3 separate regions of the Rattus norvegicus genome follow, and all the other regions are linked to region 1. The links are chromatin contacts, called in public Hi-C maps. All regions are on one chromosome and are shown on one strand. The core of a region is the stretch at or near the end of the contact, and the rest is flanking DNA. Distances in the headings are between cores, read along the strand shown. Region 1 holds the start of Slc2a9 (solute carrier family 2 member 9). Region 2 has its middle 45 kb from the start of Wdr1. Region 3 overlaps Wdr1 (WD repeat domain 1).

The links. Hi-C and Micro-C count contacts between places; a contact is called where the count stands out from the background.
Region 2: a Hi-C map of the A7r5 cell line shows a contact between it and region 1, with 1.8 times the contacts expected there. The contact joins the enhancer-like site here to the promoter of Slc2a9 in region 1. A contact is called at or near these places in 6 of 12 Hi-C or Micro-C datasets (the A7r5 cell line, Schwann cells, hepatocytes and 3 more).
Region 3: a Hi-C map of Schwann cells shows a contact between it and region 1, with 3 times the contacts expected there. The contact joins the enhancer-like site here to the promoter of Slc2a9 in region 1. A contact is called at or near these places in 2 of 12 Hi-C or Micro-C datasets (Schwann cells and liver).

What each region holds. Positions count from the first base shown.
Region 1 is chr14:76,559,619-76,562,642 of GRCr8, reverse strand. It overlaps Slc2a9 (solute carrier family 2 member 9), which reads right to left and starts at 1,688. Exons shown (of 12, transcript NM_001191551.1): 1 at 1,575-1,688. The coding sequence starts at 1,688.
Region 2 is chr14:76,514,024-76,516,816 of GRCr8, reverse strand. No RefSeq gene overlaps it. Among named protein-coding and RNA genes, the nearest start is that of Wdr1, 45 kb to the right of the region's middle. Within about 2 kb of position 1,431, at least 3 of the 93 cell types and tissues checked have an H3K27ac peak or open chromatin away from gene starts, as enhancers often do.
Region 3 is chr14:76,497,495-76,500,325 of GRCr8, reverse strand. Wdr1 (WD repeat domain 1) reads right to left here. Exons shown (of 15, transcript NM_001014135.1): 11 at 2,355-2,442; 12 at 215-325. Among named protein-coding and RNA genes, the nearest start is that of Wdr1, 29 kb to the right of the region's middle. Within about 2 kb of position 1,260, at least 67 of the 93 cell types and tissues checked have an H3K27ac peak or open chromatin away from gene starts, as enhancers often do. A contact at or near this core is called in Schwann cells and liver, where this site is marked.

The DNA.
Region 1 (3,024 bases), core at 439-2,938:
GAAATTGCAGTGGCCCCTAACAACAACTGTATGCTCTGCCCTTAGTCTTGTCTTGCTAGACTCTAGCACCATAGAGTAGTGGGCATCTGAGCAGAGACTAGAAGTTTCTGGGGTTCAACTTGTCCATCTGTAAAATGGGCTTTTAATAACAGTACTGCTGCCTAAATATCATTGGGCTGCTAGACACAGCCAGTTCGAAAGAAAAGAAAGCAAGCAAGGAAGGAAGGAAGGAAGGAAGGAAGGAAGGAAGGAAGGAAAGAAGGAAGGAAAAAAGGAGGAGAGAGAGGGGAGAGGGAGAGAGAGATCCTCTTTTACTTCCTCTCTTTACTTCCCTCTGGTTCACCCTCTGGCAAGACAGACAATCTTAGCTCTCCCCACCCAAAGTCCTAGAGGCTCTCTCATTACCCGAGACCCATTGTCAAAGCCCCTACCTCTGAAAAGCCTCCCGAAAGCCACCCATGTGCCTCCCCTCATCTCTCATATTTATCTCTGATTCAACTCTGGATCCTAACCCTGTAGCTTCCACAGTATAAGCTTTGGCCAGTCACATGGCCACTCCTTGGCCAGCTTCCTCATCTTCACAATGGGAATCTACATCGTAAGGGGATTGCACAAGAAGAAGAGAGCCTGGCACTGGCACATGTCCTGTGTCAGGTTCCGGAGGGTGGGGCTTATCCTGAGGGCTGGGGCTATGCTGCGTGTCTCCTGAGTCTGGTGCCAAGCCTGCTGCTGAGGCAGCCCTGGGTAGGTGCTGGTGGCATGGTGGAAGATGAGGTGGGGTCGTCACTTCAGGAATAGGCATTGCCAAATGAAACAGCTCCGAAAGCACTAGTGGGAGTTTGAGTCGAACAGGATTCACTGAACAGATCTCTCTTAAAAAGTACTCCATCTCCATCATCTTTTCTCCTTTAAGTACCATCCAGGTCTGAGCTCAGAGAACATTTCCCCTGAACTGCCTGGCACCAGCTATATTGAGCCTCTTTTCTAGACCCTGCCTCCTCCCCCTGGCTCTCAAGTCTGAGCTTCTTAAGGGTGGACTACTCCCATCACATCTGGAAGTTTCCTGGTAGGCAAGGGAGAACGGCAAATGGAAGTCATCTCCTGCCTCAGCCGCTCTTCTGGGGGAAAGGGTGGCTCCCTGCTTCTCTGTGGCCTGTTGGTTCACTGTTCTTGTGTAGCCTGCCCCCACTTCTTCCGACTGGTTACACACACACACACACACACACACACACACACACACACACACACACACACACACGCTTCTTCCCACTGATCCCAGGGAAGAAAAACCTGTGACCGAAAGCATTACTGTTTGTGCCTGCCTTAGGAAAGAAAAGACGGCCAGCCCTGAGCAAGCGTGAGGCAGCTGTCCACCAGAACCTCATCCTCGGTGCTGTAACAGGACGCCAGGGGTGGTAGAGAGCGAAGGGCAACAGGAGGGAGTACAGAATTCAAACTCCAGCCTTCCTGCTCCCAAGTGTCAGGCTCCGTAGCTGCCAGACAGGCTGAGCGCTACCCCGCAGCAGCCACCCAGGCCTGCACTTCCCACAGGACAGAAGCCACTCTGCATTTACCTTTGTCCTCCTCGGCCGCCAGCCCCGGCGCCCCACAGGTGGCCCCACAGGCGGCTCCCCAGGGCCACTGGTGTCATGTATCAGGGAAGCTAGGGCAAGCTCCCTGGCATCCATGTTTTTTTTTTCTTCCTGGCTCCAGGACCCTGGACTTGCCAGGGCATCTCTGCAGTGAGGAGGCAGAGTCCACAGGAAGGAGGGCAGAGCAGGAAGTGTGGCTATGCGATCATGCCTGAACAGGAAGCCAGCAGCGTTGTTCCCCTGCTCCTAAGCAACTGGGGCAGCTGCTCTCCCCGCAGTCACACCCAAGGTTTCTTTGGTTTCATTTTGTTTTGTTTGCCCCCCCACCCCCACCCCCCCCACACACACACGCTCTCTAACAAGGCCAGAACTCTGGTTGGGGCAGCCAGCACGAACCCCAGAGAAACCTCCTAAGAGTTAAGGCCAAAGGTCACTCATTGGCTTTCTCCTTAGAAGCTGGGTAGGTTCCAGTGCTGACTCTTCCTCTTAACTGTGTCCACGGGCAAGTCTTGAGAGTGATCTGAGCTTGCATTCTGCCAGGGCAAAATGAAATATTGATCTCTCTCTAATTGTCCTGCAGAGTCAGTTCTGCTGCTCAAAGAGCAAACGGGCAGAGCGGCGCGCAGCAACGTCGGGTGGTCCCAGCGGTCCCAATAAAAACATAAAGAGGCAATGACCTTGTACACACCAGGATAGCCTGAGAATCAATTCACTCTGTGGCCAGTTTGCTCCAGGGTCAGTCAGAGAAGTGTCTTCAGTGAGCCACAGTCAGAACAGGCTGCATGAACTCTGTGCTCTGAGAGGCTGGGAGGGGACAGAAGTGGGCTTGATGGATGAAGAATGCGTAGGAGGTGAGGGGCAGGGTTCAAGTCCCCACACAAGACTCTGAGAAACTGTGTGTAGTAGAAAGGACACATGGAGATAAAGAATGTGAGAGGGGAAACTACTGGGGACATGATTGTCCCGTGCACCCGAAGGCATCCAGTCCCAGAGGAGACAGTGCTGTCTTGTGTAATGCAAGGAGACAATGCTGTCCGGGGGAACCAGGAACCACCCCAGGCAAGAGAAACCAGCCTTAGTTCTCAGCCAGGGATTCACAGAGCTCAGGTGATTGCTTAACCTGCTAGTCATCAGTCAGGGACACCTCCTGCAGGCACAGATAGCTGATGCTGGGGACAGACAAAAAGTCTATGTGACTGGGGCCTAAGGTTCAGGAGGGGTCAGCAGAAGAGAGTGGGGGACAGCCACACTCCTTCACACTAAGGACTTCACAGTCATGGGCTCCTTCCTCACCCACTAGCCAGCTTCCCTCTGTACTCCCCCCCACCCCCTGCAACAACAGTCCTCATCACCTATTAAAACCTTGTTTGAGATTGCATCAGGTGACCGCCACCCAACTTAAAACTTCCCCGGTTCCCACTGGACAAGCTCT
Region 2 (2,793 bases), core at 182-2,681, 46 kb after region 1:
GCCTCATAAAGATAAGACATAAATTAAGTGTAACTGAAGTGCACCAAAAATATGGGAGTCTAATAATGTCATTAAGCGTTTGTTTGAGTCAGAGGTCCCCAGAAAAGCATAAGCAAGAAGATGTGGTGGTTGTGTGTGAGGGCGGATATTATGGGATTGTGATTGTTTGAATAAGAACGGCCCCATTAGGAAGTGGTACCACTGGGGAGGCACTAGAAGTGTGGCATTGCTGGAGTAGGTGTAGACTTGTCGGAGGAAGTGTGTCACTGGGGCTTTCAAAAGCTCAAGCCAGGCCCAGTGGCTCTCTCTTTCTGATGCTCTAAGATCCGGATATAGTAGAACTTTCAAGTTACTTCTCCAGCCCCATATCTGACTGTACACCACCGTGCTTCGTGCCATGATGAATGGACTACACCTCTGAACCTGTAAACCAGCCTTGATTAAATGTTTCTTTAGTAGATGTTTCTGTGGTCGTGGTGTCTTTTTACAGCAATAAAACATTAGCTAAGACAGGAGTGTAGATTCTGTGATCTCAGAGGCTAAGAAGGTTCTGGAAACCGGAGACCTAGGGAAATCTAATAATAGAAAAATCAGTGTTAGCTTTCAATCCTGAATACTAGGTTCACCAACAGTCTGAGGCTTAAGTGGTGGACTGGGATGGAGGTGTGGCCAATGTAAATTCTGAAGTCCCCCAAACCAGGACCTCCCATATCTGAGATTAATGTCCTAGATCTGGGAAGAGGGAGTGGGAGGGGGAATGGAGAGAGAGAGAGAGAGAGAGAGAGAGAGAGAGAGAGAGAGAGAGAGAATAGGAGGAGAGGGAGGGAAGAGAGGAGAAAGGACAGAGACAAGAGGTGGGAAGCAAACCTGCCTTTCTCCTGCTCTTAGGTTCTATTTGCACTGGAGGTGGTGTTAGGACTGGTGACCCTGGGTACTATAAGAAAGCAGGTTGGGGGTTGGGGATTTAGCTCAGTGGTAGAGCACTTGCCTAGCAAGCGCAAGGCCCTGGGTTCAGTCCCCAGCTCCGAAAAAAAGAAAAAAAAAAAAAAAAAGAAAGCAGGTTGAACAAGCCATGAGGAGTAAGCCAGTAAGCAGCGTTCTTCCACTGCCCCTGCTCCAGTACCTGTCTCCAGGTTCCTCCCTTGAGCTCCTGCTCTGACTTCCTGGATGACAATGTAACCTGTAAGTCCTTTTCTTCCTGAGTTGCTTCTGACCAGTGTTGGTTATCACAGCAATAGAGACCTAAGGAGGGCAGATGCCTCCTGACATGGGAAGGGTGAATCTTCTGTACACAGCTTACCGACTGGGCTACAATCATCTGTTGCTGCTCCTCTGTCACCTATCAGTCTGCCTGCAGTCTTTATCTTTCCCCACACAGTGAACCGGTGAGGAGACTCTGGGCTTTGGCAGCTTTTGTGGCTTCCTATGAATAAAGGCGAAAGCAGCAGGTGATGCCCTCTAGTGTTAGAGATCCTGCTTTGCCCTTGGATGGTACCCATTTGTTTGGGTGCTAAGAATTCTGGATTCCTTAACTCTTGAAGACAGGAGGAATCACAGTCCCTAGGTAGGCCTGGGTATCAAGATTCCTCTACCCTTGACGGTGACTACTATTACAGCTCCTTATCCTGGGGTGTCTGAGGCCCTGGCCCCCAAAGGCTCAGCCGTGTTCTCTGTTCCAGCCATAAGGAACTTCTCTTGTCTAGTGTTATACAGATGCCTAAGCTTCTTCAGCCTCACCTCTGTGTCCTCTGCTTCCACTTTCTGTTGTGTTTTATAAAAACGAAAAAGAAGTCAGGGATATGTTTGGTGGAGGTGCAGTATGATGTGGGGAAAGGGGGTGACTCTGTGGGCCCATGCTGAGGCCTCCCTTCCCCCTGAGATACCAGTCACAGGACGGTATAGAATAGAGTTTATTTAGGGCATGGGGAGGAGAGAGAGAGAGAGAGAGAGAGAGAGAGAGAGAGAGAGAGAGAGAGAGTAGTAGGGCTGGCCATGAGCAAGTGGAGAGGTGGGAGGGGAGCGAGGAGAAAGGGGACAGAGGGGGGAAGAGAGTAAGAGAGCAAGAGAGGAGGGGGCAAGCAGCCCCTTTGATGGTGAGTCAAGCACGCCTGGCCGTTGCCAGGCAACTGTGGGGCGGAGCCTAGAAGGCGCGTCTGCACTTTCTCCCTTGTTCTGCCTTCACCATTTTTTGCAAACTGTCCAGCCGCTTCTCCTTCGGCTGCTCATTCTCACATCTTTCACGGCTTGGCCCTCTGCTCCTTCAACCCCGCTGGCCCCTAGTAAACTCCAAATAGGTGACTGAATGAATAAGTCCCACTTCTAATTCTTTACAGTCATTAGGCTTGGGACACCGTTTCCTGCCAGCACCATTAGCTTTTTCGAAATAAAAGGGCTCCTTCTTCAATCAGCGATGCAGGGAGGTATTTCCGGTGCCATCTCTAAGTCAAAGAGAGCTACTGGCATCTGGTGCTCGGAGGCCGGGGGGGGGGGTAGGGTAGGGTGGGGCTGCTAAGCATCCTGCAGGGGCCAAGTCTCAGCCCACCATTGAGGCCACAAGGCCAGTAGTGCAGAGACTGAAGGAGCCGCTCTCAGGAGTCAGCCGGAGCAAACAGGAATGTGCCAAGGCCAGGATTTAAACCCTGAGATGGATGAGAATCATGGAGAGAAAGTGGTTCAGGTACTTTCTCATTTGCTGAGGAAAAACTGATGGACGCACCTTAAGGGAAGAATGCTGCGTTCTGGCTCCCGGTGTATGAGGGCTAAGACACGGCCCGGGGATGAGGGCATTTGCTG
Region 3 (2,831 bases), core at 11-2,510, 62 kb after region 1:
GCACCTTTAATCTGGCCACACCTCCTACTGGCAGCCTATATAGAGGACCTGGGAGAAGGAAGCCTTGCCTTCTTTGCTTGCTCTTGTTGGCAAGCCCATCCTTTCATAGCATTCGAGCTTACTTCTTTGGGAGTCTGGCATATACTGAATGCCTTGGCCTTCTCTGAGCCCCAGATCAGATGCCAAGGTCGCTGGATAAAGAAAAGGGCCTTACCGAGCCACCAACAGCTACTGTGTCCCCACCAGGGTGCACAGCAACAACTTCAGGCTCGTAGCCAGGGTTGTCGATGCTGAAGCATTTCTTCTGGTCCTTCAGAAGGACAATCTGTGACATGGAAGATGTAGTCAAATCAGTGGACCCTTGAGACACTGATCATCAGCAGGAAAACCGAGTTCTGGTTAGTGGCTCTTGGCTCTAAGCCACAACCTTGGTCAGTCTCAACCTTTTGATGGAGGCACTACCTTCCTCCCCATCAGGACTATGCTACTGTTAGTTGATGGCCAGAACTTGAGAAAATGTTCAGTGACGGAACCATGTGAAGTGCTGGTCTCTGAAGGGTAAGGGATAGAATCACCAGGAAAGGACTTGACTCACTACTACTCTGAGACAACCGGCAAGTTCTACGCTGCTTTAAAATAAAAGTAGGAACTGTGTGTGTGGAGAAGGCTACACCACTCTCGGCCATGCTGGGGCCAGCCATATTTAGCTGAGTGACAGATACTTCCCTGTGTCCACTGTCAGGGCTCTAGAGAAATGTGGTGGACTCATCTTGACTAAGCTACCGGCTGATTAGGAGTCCAGGTCACACACAGACCTTGGATTGTCCTCGACAACCAGCAGGTAACATGGTGTATACATATGCATAGGGCACTAAGAGAGGGAACAAAAGGGACCAGAAAGGCCTGGTATTGGCAGGGTGCCTGCTCAGTCGGAGGAAAGGTTTTGGCATTGCTGACATCACCAGTCGGTGAAAACCCTTCTGTGTGGGAGCTGGTGCCCTGAACTGCTAGGACACTGTAGAGGAATTTGCCATTACCTTCTGCATGGCAGGTAGTCTGAGTCCCTGCTTTCACCTACCTTGGCTAATTCTTCAGATCAGCCTCAAGAACAGGGTCAGCTTACAGCCACAATGACCTCAGTTGAAGTAAGTGGGGAGACAAGGTGTCTGTCTGAGGCCTTGCCATAGAAAGTCGTAAGTCCTCATACACTGTCCACCAGGGCCAGGTGCTGATACAAGGCTGGCAGAGCTGCCAGAGAAGTAGCCTGCCCAGGGTACTGACTGCATGCAGCACATTCCTTTGTGTGCCCTCTGGCTGGCCCAGACTGAGTGTAGTAATTATTTGGCAGGAACATCTGATTATCTGGGACACAGAATCCACTCTCTTTTCAGGGAGGGGCAGGGAGCTCCTGAATGGCCCTTTCTTCAGCAGGGTCTATTACTCATGCCAACTGGAACCACTAGTCAGTTGCTGGCCCTAGCCACATGATGGGATGCTTGGGTTTGCAGAGATGACGTGGTGAAGCAGAATTTTACACAAAGTAGGTCAGGCACAGATGTGAGCTGAGGGCTCTGTTCTAGCCACTCTAAAGGAAAAAGTATGCAGGGACTTCAGCGTTAGAACCTAACGTGGCCTGGGCTTCACCTTATCCTCATGTGGCAGTGCCATTCAACAGCTAAGCTATGCAAGGAGTAGGACAACTGTATCTTCCTGACCAGCCTCAAGAGCTAAGAGAGGGTCAGGAATTGGTTCAAATCATACAGCTCCACCAGGGAAAGGCTAAGATAAGAAGGATAATGACTAAAGCACATAGCTGAGAGCCTCAGACCCTTATCCAGCTCTGCCCTTTTCCTGTGCCTAAGAGCAGTGACTCTGAGAAGCCACAGGCACAGCCGCATGAGCCTGCAGCACAAAATCCTGGCTACAGGTTCTGTCAACTTGACATAGTGTAGGAGCCACCTGGAAGACATAACCTCGACTGAAGAATTGCTTTAACTGGATTGGCCTGTGGGGCACTGTCTTGTCTGCTAATTGACTCAGGAGGCCCCAATTCCTTGAGCGTGATAGCATCCCTAAGCAGTCCTAGGATAGGTAAGAAAGACTACTGAGCATAAGCCTTTAATAGACCAGTGAGCAGCGGTCCTCTAGGGTTCCTGCTTTGAGTTCCTGCCCTGCTGGTCCTCAATCATGAACTATGACCTAGATTAAAAGCCAAATAAACCTTTCCTCCCCAGGTTAGTTTTGGTCTGTGTTTTATCACAGTATCAGAAAAAGGAAATCAGGACATGGGTGGAATTCAGAAACTATTACATCTCATATCCCACTACTTCTGGACAAAATGTAGCTAACCATACCTGTCCAATGCACACGACCACGGTATATCCCCCAGGGCCAACAGCTACACACTTTGGCTGAACATCCAGTTTCACAACGCCTTGTCCACTGTTGGGGGGTGGGGAGAAGGGAAGGACGGGCAGGTTACTTCCATATTCAAGTAGCTCAGTGTGTATCAATACACACACTGCAGACACTGCAACCACTTGGCAGAAAATCCTACTGTAACCTCTCCTGAAGGGCAACCTGCTGAACTATGAGTGACAAGAGGGACTGAGTCTTTTCATCATGAAGGGAGACCGCAGTAGGGAAAAGGTGACAGCAAGAAGTAGAGGTTAGAGGAGCTGGCAGCTCTTCCTGTCACCTATGCTAAATGCATCCGTACCATCTCCCACCCATCTGCAACTTTCTAAGTACATACAGGACTGAGGATCTTCTGAGGATCACAGCCACTCTTCCCAAGAGGGGAACTGGAACTCCAATACCTTTAATGAAGA